Regions from separate parts of the Mus musculus genome. Here region 1 is linked to region 2. A link is a contact called in public Hi-C data. All regions are on one chromosome and are shown on one strand. The core of a region is the stretch at or near the end of the contact, and the rest is flanking DNA. Distances in the headings are between cores, read along the strand shown.

Evidence for each region. Hi-C and Micro-C count contacts between places; a contact is called where the count stands out from the background.
Region 1: a contact with region 2 is called in a Hi-C map of liver, with 2.8 times the contacts expected there. The contact joins two enhancer-like sites. A contact is called at or near these places in 1 of 39 promoter capture datasets (the 3T3-L1 cell line), 10 of 484 Hi-C or Micro-C datasets (3T3-L1-derived adipocytes, the HPC-7 cell line, bone marrow-derived macrophages and 6 more), 4 of 115 datasets of contacts at active chromatin or transcription factors (bone marrow-derived dendritic cells, bone marrow-derived macrophages, embryonic stem cells and 1 more) and 3 of 9 other capture datasets (adipose tissue, embryonic stem cells and liver).

The regions. Positions count from the first base shown.
Region 1 is chr6:22,490,213-22,496,451 of GRCm38.p6, forward strand. No RefSeq gene overlaps it. Among named protein-coding and RNA genes, the nearest start is that of Gm38773, 100 kb to the left of the region's middle. Within about 2 kb of position 3,594, at least 37 of the 459 cell types and tissues checked have an H3K27ac peak or open chromatin away from gene starts, as enhancers often do. A contact at or near this core is called in adipose tissue and liver, where this site is marked.
Region 2 is chr6:22,146,867-22,152,676 of GRCm38.p6, forward strand. The region is part of intron 15 of Cped1 (cadherin-like and PC-esterase domain containing 1); the gene reads left to right. Among named protein-coding and RNA genes, the nearest start is that of Wnt16, 140 kb to the right of the region's middle. Within about 2 kb of position 1,300, at least 9 of the 459 cell types and tissues checked have an H3K27ac peak or open chromatin away from gene starts, as enhancers often do. A contact at or near this core is called in adipose tissue and liver, where this site is marked.

The DNA.
Region 1 (6,239 bases), core at 2,344-4,843, 350 kb after region 2:
AAGTTGAATTAGAAAGGCTACTTTTTGGTAGTTCCCTGAACCTCCGGACATTTGGGGATCTTAAGAAAAGGATAGATCTATCTGGTGATGGACCTACGATTTGGTTACCTGTCACAAGGGGTATATGACAGCCCGACCTAGAGTATCCAAGGACAGCTTTCTGCAAAACAAGCTTATTAAAGATGCAGTAAGCTCCCATTTTTTTCTATACTGTGCAGAGAACCAGGGCAAATCCAATAAAACAGAGACCAGATTATTTTATAATCAAGAATAGTTTTGATGTTATCCTCAATCAAAACATGGCATGTAGGAGATAATGTTAATTTCAATAGAACATTAGAGCAGACGTGTTTGGACAATCAGATTTAGAGAACAGTTCCCTTGCCTTTTGACCTACTTTGTCCCCTTTTGTAAATTACATTTAACTCATAGATAAGGAAACTGACGTGTGTTTGGTTGAGATTTCATTTTGATTTATTTCCCCATTATTGGAAAACTAATTTTGTCCCTTGTGATTAGATGTGACCTTCTTATCGAGACCGAGCTTGCCAACCTTAACAAATTTTCGGTTTTTCCAATTTTCTTCTGAATCAATCAATGTTTCCAAGTTTCTCCCTCTTTGTTGTTTGTGGTCACTGAAAACAAAACTATGAGTACCCAAAGAACTCCCACGGTCTCTAGGTTGCTTGTGGATGACCTTTCACCCCCAGAGATATGCTATGAAGCAATCCTGGAAGCAAAATGCAGCTGACCGACTACAAGCTTACAGGACTGACTCATCGTCACTGAAACCCAAACATGGACTGGATTGATCCTGGGGCAAGCCACTGTCATAGCCATAAACACACCACACACACGCACACACACACACCCACACACACTCCACCATCCATTTGCAGCACCCTGCTTTTGCATGCTCTCAACAAAAGAGCCACCGAGGCTCAGCAACATCCTCAAGATCATCCACTGAACTGTAAGAGGCTCAGTTGGACGTCCTCCATGATAAAGTATCCATTGAGGCTTGCACCCACAGGGCCGAACACCGTCAGAGTCCAATTTTGATTTGTTAATTCAGTCCTTTGATGTGAAGGCCCCCACAAACGCTACCATAGAACTCAAGATTCTTGGGACTATAGGCATGTGCCACCATGCCTAGCCTAAGCCACCATATTTAAAGATGCCTGGTCTTTAGCTCTCACACAATAGGCCCTCGTCACTACCTCTCAGGAGAATCATTAACAAAGTTCACAGAGGCATTTCTTATTTATTTATTTTTATTTTATTTTGAATCACCTCCTATATAAGCCTTTTCAGAAGAGGGCAAGCCAGAATGGTCACGTTTGTTAAGTGTACTCTATCAAAGTAAAACATATTGAAAGTGTCCAGTCCTTTAAGCTTAGAGTTTGAGTGAACCCGAATCAACACAATAAGCATGCTGAGGTTGGAAAGAACTCTCAGTACATAAGGAGGTTTCCGCCCACCCTTGTCCAGTCCTGGGGCTCACAGACTGGAAGGAGAAAATGGATCTCACAGGTTGTCTTCTGACATTCTCATGTATGCTGGGCCTGTGGTGTTTGTGAGACATGTGGATGTGTATGCACACACACACACACACACACACACACACACACACACACACACAGAGTGAAAGAGGTAATATGTAATAAAATACTTTTAAGTAAGGAAATTGAAGATATATGTGTGTGTATATATTACCTCTTTCACTCTCTGTGTGTGTGTGTGTGTGTGTGTGTGTGTACGGAACACACTCTGTAGACTGGGCTGACCTTGAACTCACAGAGATCCACCTTCCCCAGCTTCTTGAGTGCTGGGATTAAAGATGTGCCACCATTGCTCAGATGAAGTTTCAGTCTTATAAGGAAAGTGCTCTGAGACAACAAAACCAGTTTTGACTCTCCTGGTTCTCTTCCTACCTCTTTCTTCCAATAGTGCCAAGCCTGCCGTTTTATCTCACACTAACACTACTTTATAGACCGAGCAAGCTATTGCTTGATTCTAGAATTGATAATAAGAATCAATCCAATTATTTCCCCCTTTGTTTTTCAGTTATATAAAAATGTTTAATGACGTTTATATATTTACTTGTATGTGTGCATGTCCCACTGTCAAAAGGCGCTTCTCTGGCCAAGGCTGAAAGCTGCACTAGTCTAAGGGTGTCATCATAAATATTTAGAAGGCATTTTAATGACATTTGTTCAGGAAAAACATTAGTAGGCCCCCCCTGATAGGGTCTGTCTACCATCTCTCTAACCATAGGCTTTTGACCAAGTAAGTCTACCATATAAGGTATGCATTCCCTTCTGTGAAGAGGGCATCGGATCTAATCGGGAAGGAGTTGGTTTCAGCCCAGGGTAGTTATGCCTCTCCTGTACCACTGGGCACATCTTGTCTGATAGATTAATATGGTAGTACCCCGGGGTCCACAGTTTGTTTACTCTTTCTTATAAAGCTTTATGTCCAACCACCTGCAGACACACTCTTCTGGCAACAGGTGGTGTGTGTGTGTGTGTGTGTGTGTGTGTGTGTGTGTGTGAGAGAGAGAGAGAGAGAGAGAGAGAGAGAGAGAGAGAGAGAGAGAGAGAGAGAGAGAGAGATCTTTGCTGTCTGGTCCATTTTGTCTCAGACAGTGTGGAGAGAAATCCCCATGTCTTGTGAAGAGTGGAAGACAAGGTGAGGTTCCTTTCCTCTGTTTCGTTTCCCAAGGAAAAGGAAGCGTAGAAACGTAGAAAACGACCAGACGAGACAGCGAAAGACGCTCAGACAGTAGCACATTCTTTGGAAATAATTTGCACTTCAGGGATTTAGAAAGTAGAACACTTTCAGCTTTAAAAAGCAGTTTATGCTGCTTTGCTGCACTCCTCATTTGCCAAACAAATGATTATGTTACTATTTTAAGCACCGCATATTTAGTGCACGACTGTGGTCTGTCGGAGATACTTAATCACGCTGATAGAGTAGAAGAGTTGCAGGAAAGGAAATAACTAGAGCCGCTGAATATCCCACGCCTGCCCCGCCCCGCCCCATCTCCTTAGGATTCTGCGCAAAGGGAAGCATCCGCTACAGAGACATTTTAGCTAATAACTTAACAGACGGAAAAATATGTCCTAAGATCTGTTCTGTATCAAGTGGAAATCATAAACTGACAAATTTCATCTATTTAAGAGACGACCCCGAATCTGGAAATTTGAGGCTATTTCTCAAAAATCATCAAAATAAGGACTCGGCTTTGTCTGGGGCCATAGTTTTCAAACCTAACCTGTGAAATCACAGAAATTACAGTTTGATGACTCTGGGTTACACAAGCTGAAAAACTGGGCTCAGTGGGACAAGTAGCTTGCGTATCTGACTTTAGGCAAGACACCTTCTATCGACCGCTATTTCGATTTTTTCAGAAATTTATGCAACGTAGAAAAAAGCTTTTCTGTTTGTTTGCTTAGTTTTCGAGATTGTATTTTAATTACAACATTTCATTTTTTCCTTCTTCTTTCTTCTAAGCCCTTCTGCACACCCCTCCCTGGTATCCTTCACATTCATGGCCTCTTTGGGAAAGAGCTTTTAAGGCCCAATAATGCAGCATTTTCGGCTTGGCAGAACACTGCGGGGCTGACTAATCATCGTAGACAGTTCTTAACTAGAGAAGGAAAGCAGTTTCGAAAAAGTGGCAAGACTTAAACACAAGTACAGTTACTACTGGAATCCTATGTCGTTGAAAACATTTAGAGAAAAGTTTTTTTTTCCACAAAACTGCTAAAAGTAATTTTCAGCAAATAATATTTTCCCCCCTTTTCTTTTAAAAGTGGAATGCTCGCAATTTAAGAAATGCTGACAAAGCTGTTTCAGGACTCATGAGCCAGGACTGGCTATTTTAGATTCTCATGGCGCCATCTAGTGATTGAGACAAGCAATAGCATCTGTATTTGACCCAAAGGCTTTTTGCTTCTGAGGCTGCTCTGTGGATTTTTCTGCAGGGGTGAGTAGAATAACCACCTCCACAGACTTCGCTAGCTCTGCTCCGGGATACTGAGAAAAAAAATAATCTCATAATCTTGACACGGCTTTAGCCTTATTTGAATGAAAGGATATGGTTCTCAGCAAATATTTCAATCGTGCTTTTATCTTGAAATTCTTATTAATCTGGTACGACTTCCCTTTAAAGTACATTTTGCACTACTTTTTTCCAATTAAAGTTAACATGAGGCTAGAATTCACATTGAATTTAATATCAAAAATTGAAGCAGGAGACTGTTTCTGAAATTTGTAAGATGTAATGAAGTGTTTAAGACTACTGCATATTTTAATTAGAAAAGGGGACTTTCTTAGGAAGGAAAAGGTTGGATGCTTTATGCAAGTGGTGTTTTTATTGTGCAAAGGCACCATTCTAAAGAAGAAGCAGGAGGTTGGCTGTGAAAGGCAGGGAAGGCTGAGGGTGTGGGGCCCTGACTATCAGAAACTTCCCCTTTGGTTTCTAACGTTGTAAATACCTTTTCTCAAAGAGCTGTAAAAGGAAAATACTGGTACCTACCTATTTACTTACAATTTAGAGAATACATACTGTTTAAGAAGACAAAATGATGTGGAAGTATAAGATGCCCTAATTCTTTGGTGGAACCAGGCTCTGCCAAAAACCAGTGTCAGATGAGGCAGGGTCTAAGCTGTGGAAACAGCTGAGGAAGAGATCTGAGGATCAGCCTAGCCTGGTCCACCGCAAAAATCGGGCGAATATTGTACACTCAAAGCTCTTTCCCAAAGATGCCATGAATGTGGAGGAAAGCAGGGTGGGGTGAGTGGAATTTTAGGTCAGGCACTTGGGCCCCCTTTTTTCTTTTCTTTTTAGTGATCTCCTGTTGAGGTCAACTATGGCTCTTTTCCTGGTCAAAATTTAATTAGGTAGGGATACACACCACACACACATGTGTATTCATGTGTGTATAAAATCATATATATATATATATATATATATATATATATATATATATATATTTAGCTTTCTCTCTTTCTTAATAGCAGTGGCTGTGTATGGAGAGTTTTGTGAGTTAGTAAAACAACCCCCTAGAGAGAAAAATTTAACCCCAACTTTTAAAAAATTCAACTTAAACTCTTACAGTGTTTATAGTTTATAAAATTAAACATATGAAAGTTGGCCAAAGTTTAGAAATCTGATAAATTACACACACACACACACACACACACACACACACACACACACACGCGCGCGCGCGCGCGTGTATTAGCAATAAAAGTTCATCTCTCTTTTTACAGCTTATAGAATTCCTTGTTGAAATAGAGTAACTACCCTCTTGGAAAAGAGGGGGCTGTTTTATGAATGATGAATATATCGTTTTTTTTTTTTGTTGTTGTTTTTGCTTTTAAAGAGGTATTTATTTATTTTATGTATATGGGTACACTGTAGCTGTACAGATGGTTGTGAGCTAACATGTGATTGCTGGGAATTGAATTTAGGACCTCTGCTTGCTCTGGTCAACCTCGCTCTCACTGGCCCCAAGATTATTTATTATTATAAATGAGTACACCGTAGCTGTCTTCAGACACACCAGAAGAGGGCGTCTGATCTCATTACAGATGATTATGAGCCACCATGTGGCTGCTGGGATTTGAACTCAGGACCTTCAGAAGAGCAGTCAGTGCTCTTAACCGCTGAGCCATCTCTCCAGCCCAAATATATTGTAAATGGTAAGGGTGAAATTCACCTATGAACAGAAGCTTCAGGAACTCCAGGCAGGTTTCTTTGTCATTTTAAACCTGGTGTTCAAAATCCATTTGCTAGAAGAATGTTTGCTTTCCAAAACAATAACATTATAGACTGAAAAACCTTTCAGGATGCATGACTAACTGGCAAAAAGTCTTCAAGGTGACCACGACACTGATATACATTAGCCTGAGAATAGATTTGAATCTAGAGTAATTGAGCTCTTATGGAATGAGCCAGATGCTAAAAAGGGCCGAAAGAAAATTCTGAGGATTCCTTCCCGAGGAGAAGCTGGACGTGGTGGCGCACGCCTTTAATCCCAGCACTCGGGAGGCAGAGGCAGGCAGATTTCTGAGTTCGAGGCCAGCCTGGTCTACAAAGTGAGTTCCAGGACAACAAGGGCTATACAGAGAAATCTTGTCTCAAAAATCCAAAAAAAAAAAAAAAAAAAATAAACCCAACCAACCAAACAAAAAGCCCAAACAAACAAACAAACAAACCCCCAAAGTAC
Region 2 (5,810 bases), core at 50-2,549:
AAATTTTATTTCATACAATATATTTTGATCATGTTTTCTCTGTCCAATATTTTCTTTATTCATTCCATTAAAAAAGAAGCCAGACATATATTGGCACACTGCATCTCATTAATATGACATTGAAGAGCAGATAAAAGTAACAGGAATAGAGACCAGAACACCAGTTCTCTGGAAGATGTCAATGCCACTAAACATGAAGGGACCCTTTGAGGAAATGTCTTATATCTGGGTGATGACCACTTATATGAACATGTGGTGTATGAACATATGAAAATGATGTGCTTAAAATGTATATGATATACTGTATGCTACCTATGTAATATAGAAAGTATATATGAAATGGTTGGACAAATTTGCACATACATTTTACTTCAGGAAAATAAGAAAAACATTAGAAGGAAAAGTTTGTATTGTTATCTTCCAAGACACAGTTCATTTCTCAAATACAATACTGATCAGAAACAAGCTAATTATCATGCAGTAATAACCTCAGAGAATAGATTTTTCTTACTACTATAACGTGAAAAAATATTTGAAAATTCTTGTGGGATGAATCTCACAGACAATTGCAGGAAAGTATTTCAGTGATTTATGGGTCCTTTCCAGAAGTTCCTAGTTCTGAAAGTTTGTGTGGTCCTTCAATCAGTGCTACATTTTATAACATGGAAAGTGTTTAATAGAATTTTTTTAGCCTTTCATTTATAACAATTCTCATATATGTGAGCAAGAAAAGTGTGGCGTGAATAACGTAGCTTCCTTCCGATGTTTAGCTAGGCATGAGCTGCCATGTGAAGGACCGGTCTGCTTCTCATGGGCTCCACCTCAGATTCCACCCTGAAGCCCCTCGACGCTAGTTAGTTTTCTCACTGCTGTTACAAAACATGTGACAAAAGTGAGTTGGAGAAGAAAGAGGTCACTTTGGCTCATGGTTGGTGGGTCCGCCCACACAGCCAGGAAGGAATGGAGGCAGGCGCATGGGGGGAGGGGGAGGGTTTGCTTATATTTCCTTTAGAGTCAGGAATCAGGCCTAAGTGCTCAGCCAGCTTCTGCTTCTATTCTGTGCTGACACTGGACCCTAGCTGTGGACAATACCGCCCACATTTATTTAACCTGGGCCCGTCCTCTCTTCTCAGTTCAGCCATGGTGGAATAAGCCCTCACATACAATGCTTGGGGAATACTTTGCACATAAATCCAAAGAATCTAACAAAATTGACTGTGAAGATTACTGCTTAGTCACACCAAGGGCTTTAGTTTCAGTGTTGATAACACAGCACGGGTTTGATTGCAAAGCGAGCAGGAGGGGCCGAGTTTGTAATCACCAATTCTTAGTCACTTGAGAATTTCACAATCAAACTCAGCAAAGTTCGCATATGTCGCAAAACTTAAAATGTTTTGATCTTCCAAAGTTTTCCCTCTTTTTTGCTATTTTTACTGTTAAGATGAAAGTCCACAGCACACTCTTTGGAAATTATCGGTTAGGCGGTTTAATTTGAGCTCCCAGAACATACATGCAGGCGCATGCAGAACGAAGTTCAACATTAATCATATTCTCCTTTCTGGTAAAAGGAGAAATTCCGACTTCTCCCTGCATTTCAAATTAGATTTTGGTTTCATGGACTCTATGTTCAGCTTTAAATTAGCATCGTAGAATCCATTTGTGTTGCTATAACATATTGCCTGCAGCTGGGTAATTTATAAAGCATAGAAGTTTATTTCTCACAATTCTGGACGCTGAGAAACTCAAGATCAGGTCTTTGGATCTTTAATGCCAAGGCTTTCTGGATAATCCCCTGGTGGTAGAGGCCAAAAGGACCTACACTATGTGCTGTGTTCCACCTGTCAAGGGGTCAAAGAGCAAGATAAGATAAGATTAGTTTCCTCCAAAGGCACTAATCCATTCACAGGGCCAGTCCTTTCATAAGAACTTAGGAACTGCCTTCATGATGTAATCCTAAAAGGTCCCACCTCATAATTCCACTTCAGTGAAGTTGTTCTAACACAACTGAATTTGGGGGGTGGGGGGAGAGTACTTCATTGCACAGCAAACACAGAAAACAACCCACTTTCAAACAAACAAAGCAGAATCATTCAATTTGGATGCTATCAAGCCATCTCATTTCTCTTCTTCCTGTTCCTCTTCCTTCTGGGAATCAACTATTCACATTACTGTTTCACCAGAAGAGTAACAGGGAAGAGAAAGCAGATTTATAAAGCAAAGTACTCAATTAAAAGCCAGTTGCTATAGTATTTTGGTAAATAATAAGATCTTTAAATTATAAGCCATTTTTTCCTTTATATGTCTAAGCATTATTAACAACGTACTTGATCTTAATAAACTATTTGAAAATATGTAGTATCTTTATTTCAATTATGGTTATGACAATTTAAAATTGTATATAGTTGCTCCAAAGGGGTTTTAGTCACTGTAGGTAAGAAGAAATTTATATATATATTTAATTGTTATAAATAATTAGGTTGGAACTACTCAATCTCAACCCCAGTGCCACTGTCTTTTGGTCCAGGAAAATAAAAGGAAAGTTATCTAAACATTATCGTAGACCCTTTTGAAAGTGGTGACAATGTGTGCCCACAGACATTGCCAATGTCTTCCATGGTGCAGAATCAGCACCAGTGAAAAGCCACCTATGTAAAGCAAGAACCATTCCTCCTTGTGTAACATGGTATTAACTGAGAGTGAATGGCTTACAGGTATTCTTTAAATGTTCTGTGCTGGATTCGTTGTTCTCTTTTATCATCCTTACATTTTGATTAATTCTAGCTCTGCTCACTATCCAGCCATCTTTTCTATTGTAATTACTACAATCACACGTGTGCATTCAATTACAGAAAGCATGTTCTTAATGAAATCTAAAACCACCATGTGACTGGCACACTCAGAACATCAGTGCATTGAGATTTATCCATCCATATATAAGGCTTCGCTGCTGAGAAGAAAGGCTTAGAAAGTAATAAATAAACTGTTACTGTGGCTGAAAAATGTCATGTTTAGGAAATAGTAAAATATATTTATGTTCTAAGGAAATTGAAATACATGTGGAGAATATTTCTTTTACTACCTGTTTTCAAACCTACTTTTTGACGTGGATAACAATAACTACACAGAAATTGATTTGTGTACTTGATCTGCAGTCTAGTGTACATTGTGCCCCCAAAGCACTGTGCTGGGAAAGAGCCATAAATAAGATCTACAAAAAGGCCATCCAGCAGAGGCCTAGAGGACCGAGTTCCATGAATGTATTTCTAGAACCATTTTTATATTAAAATGTATTATTATACACAAAGGGAAAATCCTGAGGAAAGAGAAAATATTACTTGAAAAGATGTTCAGCATTTATCTATACATTTTATTAACTGGCCTATGTCACTTTATAAAAGGAAAAATTAACCATTTAGATGCTATGTCACTAAGTTCTATGCAAATGACTCCAGTTCAGTGTTCAGATATGCTTTGTAATTCATTTATTCTTTCACCCTCCCAACACCACCAAGAAATACAGTCAAGTGGCTCAAAGATATGTTTGTCTAATATCATAGCAAAAAAATGATAATAGAATAGGGATGTGTTCATCGAAATTATGAATGAAGCACCAGTTTCGGCACTCAGTTCAGTGAGTGATAACATCCACTCGTTGTCTTGCCTGCTTCAGCTTACCAATTTTCCCACAGTGGCATCTATTGCGCTGTGATTGTGCCATGCTCTCAGCTAGTAATGAGTTCAAAGCGACTGCTCTGCCCTGTGTTCTGCTCACACACTGTGTGGTGGACGGGAGCCAAAGAAGCAGGAGTAGAAGTCCAGACAGAACTTTCCTTATGTGCCAAGTCTTCCCTTAAGCACTTCACCATCCTCTAGCATTTACTTCTAATCCTGGACGTGAGTAAATTTCAAAATAAATCATCTCCCCTTTGTAGAAAAAAAAATGTACTGAGAAGTCAAGACTTTAGAAGTGGTTAGAAACTTCGCCCAGGCTTTCTATGTAATCTGTGGCAAAAGTGGGGTTTTGCTACAAATTCTCCTCAACTTACGGTGGGGTTCCATCCTGTTAAGTGTTCCAAGCATTGAAGCTACCTTGTCTAAAATTCGATTAGAGGCCAGGGGTATGGCTCAGCAGAAGAGCATTTGCTGCCAAGCCTCATGGCTTGAGTTTGATCCCCAGGACCACATGGCAGAAGGAGGGAACCAACTGACTTTTGCAGGTTGTCCTCCGATGTCCACATGAATATTGTTGCATGTCCCTCTGCCCTTCCCAACACCAAAGTCAATAAGTATGACAATTTTTAAAAATTAACTTAGCACACTAATTGCCAGGCACCACAATTTCCTATAGTCTATTTCAGTAGGCTCAGACATTCAAATATTGTCATGAGTCCCAAAAATATTTCATGCCTTATGCTTTGTGCCTGATAAAGAATGAATCCTCTTTATCCATTTCATTATGGGGGATTTGTGGTGACTAAACCCATTTCATTATTAATGACCCAGGATGTATTAAGGACTCTTCACTAAAGTGCTTAATCTTGTTGGGTTTGCACACTTGAAGATGTAGACTGAACGAGCTTTTATGGACTTTCTTCAAAATTCCACATGTGGGGAGCGGGTGTGGCGGCAGTCCCAAAGGCGCCAGGGACTGCAGCTAAGTCATATGACTTGCACCTGACTTCCTCATATAAACCACAAACATCTTGAGTGCTGCGCAGGTGTACCAGGATACAGATGAATCCAATTTGATGGAGATATGCCCCTGCTGCCCTGATTAGCTGAAGCTGCGTGCCTGGTGAGGTGGCGTGGCCTGCTGTGTGTGGATGGGAACTGAGAGTATAAGAGAGTGAGAGGCCCAGGGTTCAAGGGAGATATAAAAACAGGGGAGATATAAACAGGGGAGATATAAAAACAAGGGAGATATAAAAACAAGGGAGATATATAAACAAGGGAGATATATGGAGAAAGAAGAAACAGGACTGAATAAATGTGTGCAGAAGGATCCTGTAGCAGCGTCGTTCTTCCTGGCCAGTTGAGCGCGCGCAACATCCACATGGTACCAAGGGAAGGCAGGGTAGTATTCTTTCTATTAGCAATGTGTCACCTGGCATTTTGAGTGTAGAGGACATCTCAGTAGCCAGGAGGCATTGTCACCTAAGTCATCCTTCTTTGTGTTGAGTTCAATTTCTTTAAAAGCCTGTGACAATGGGCAGGGTCCCCTTTAATTTACAATCTGTTTAGCGCTTAAAATAAATTACCACTCTAGGTTGGTAAAAGAGCGGTGTTGCACATTCATCCAGTGCATAACTTATGGTCAGACAAATTAGTGTTTAAATAGAGTCTTTTGCTTGCCACATCTGTTTTGTGTGTCTTTCTGAGCCACATCTGCTTCCATGATTAGAAATAAACTCTTTCCTCTGTTAGCACAGTAAAGCCAATGCCACGTGATGGAAGAAAACTGGGTCTTTCTTGCTTCTAGTGGCTTGAGTGAGAGACTCTTCTTGGGGACACACATCACGTACATCTCTCACCCCCGACAGGGGTCCCACAACAGATTGAAGTAATGATGGGGACAAAGTCCAACACAGTGAGCCAACGACTTTCTACTGGGTTTCTAGAGGAAGTGTGAAGGATTACTTACAGGAGCAGGGATGACACAGAAACCCATCCTAACAAGGGTGACATCTCGGAAAGCTGCAGCCTGGGAGCTCTCTGCGCAACTTGCAGGTAGCTACACAAGTCCTCACAAATCTCCTCTGGACACCTCAGAGTCTCCTCCGTTGGCAGTTGCTTATTTATAAGCTGAGGAC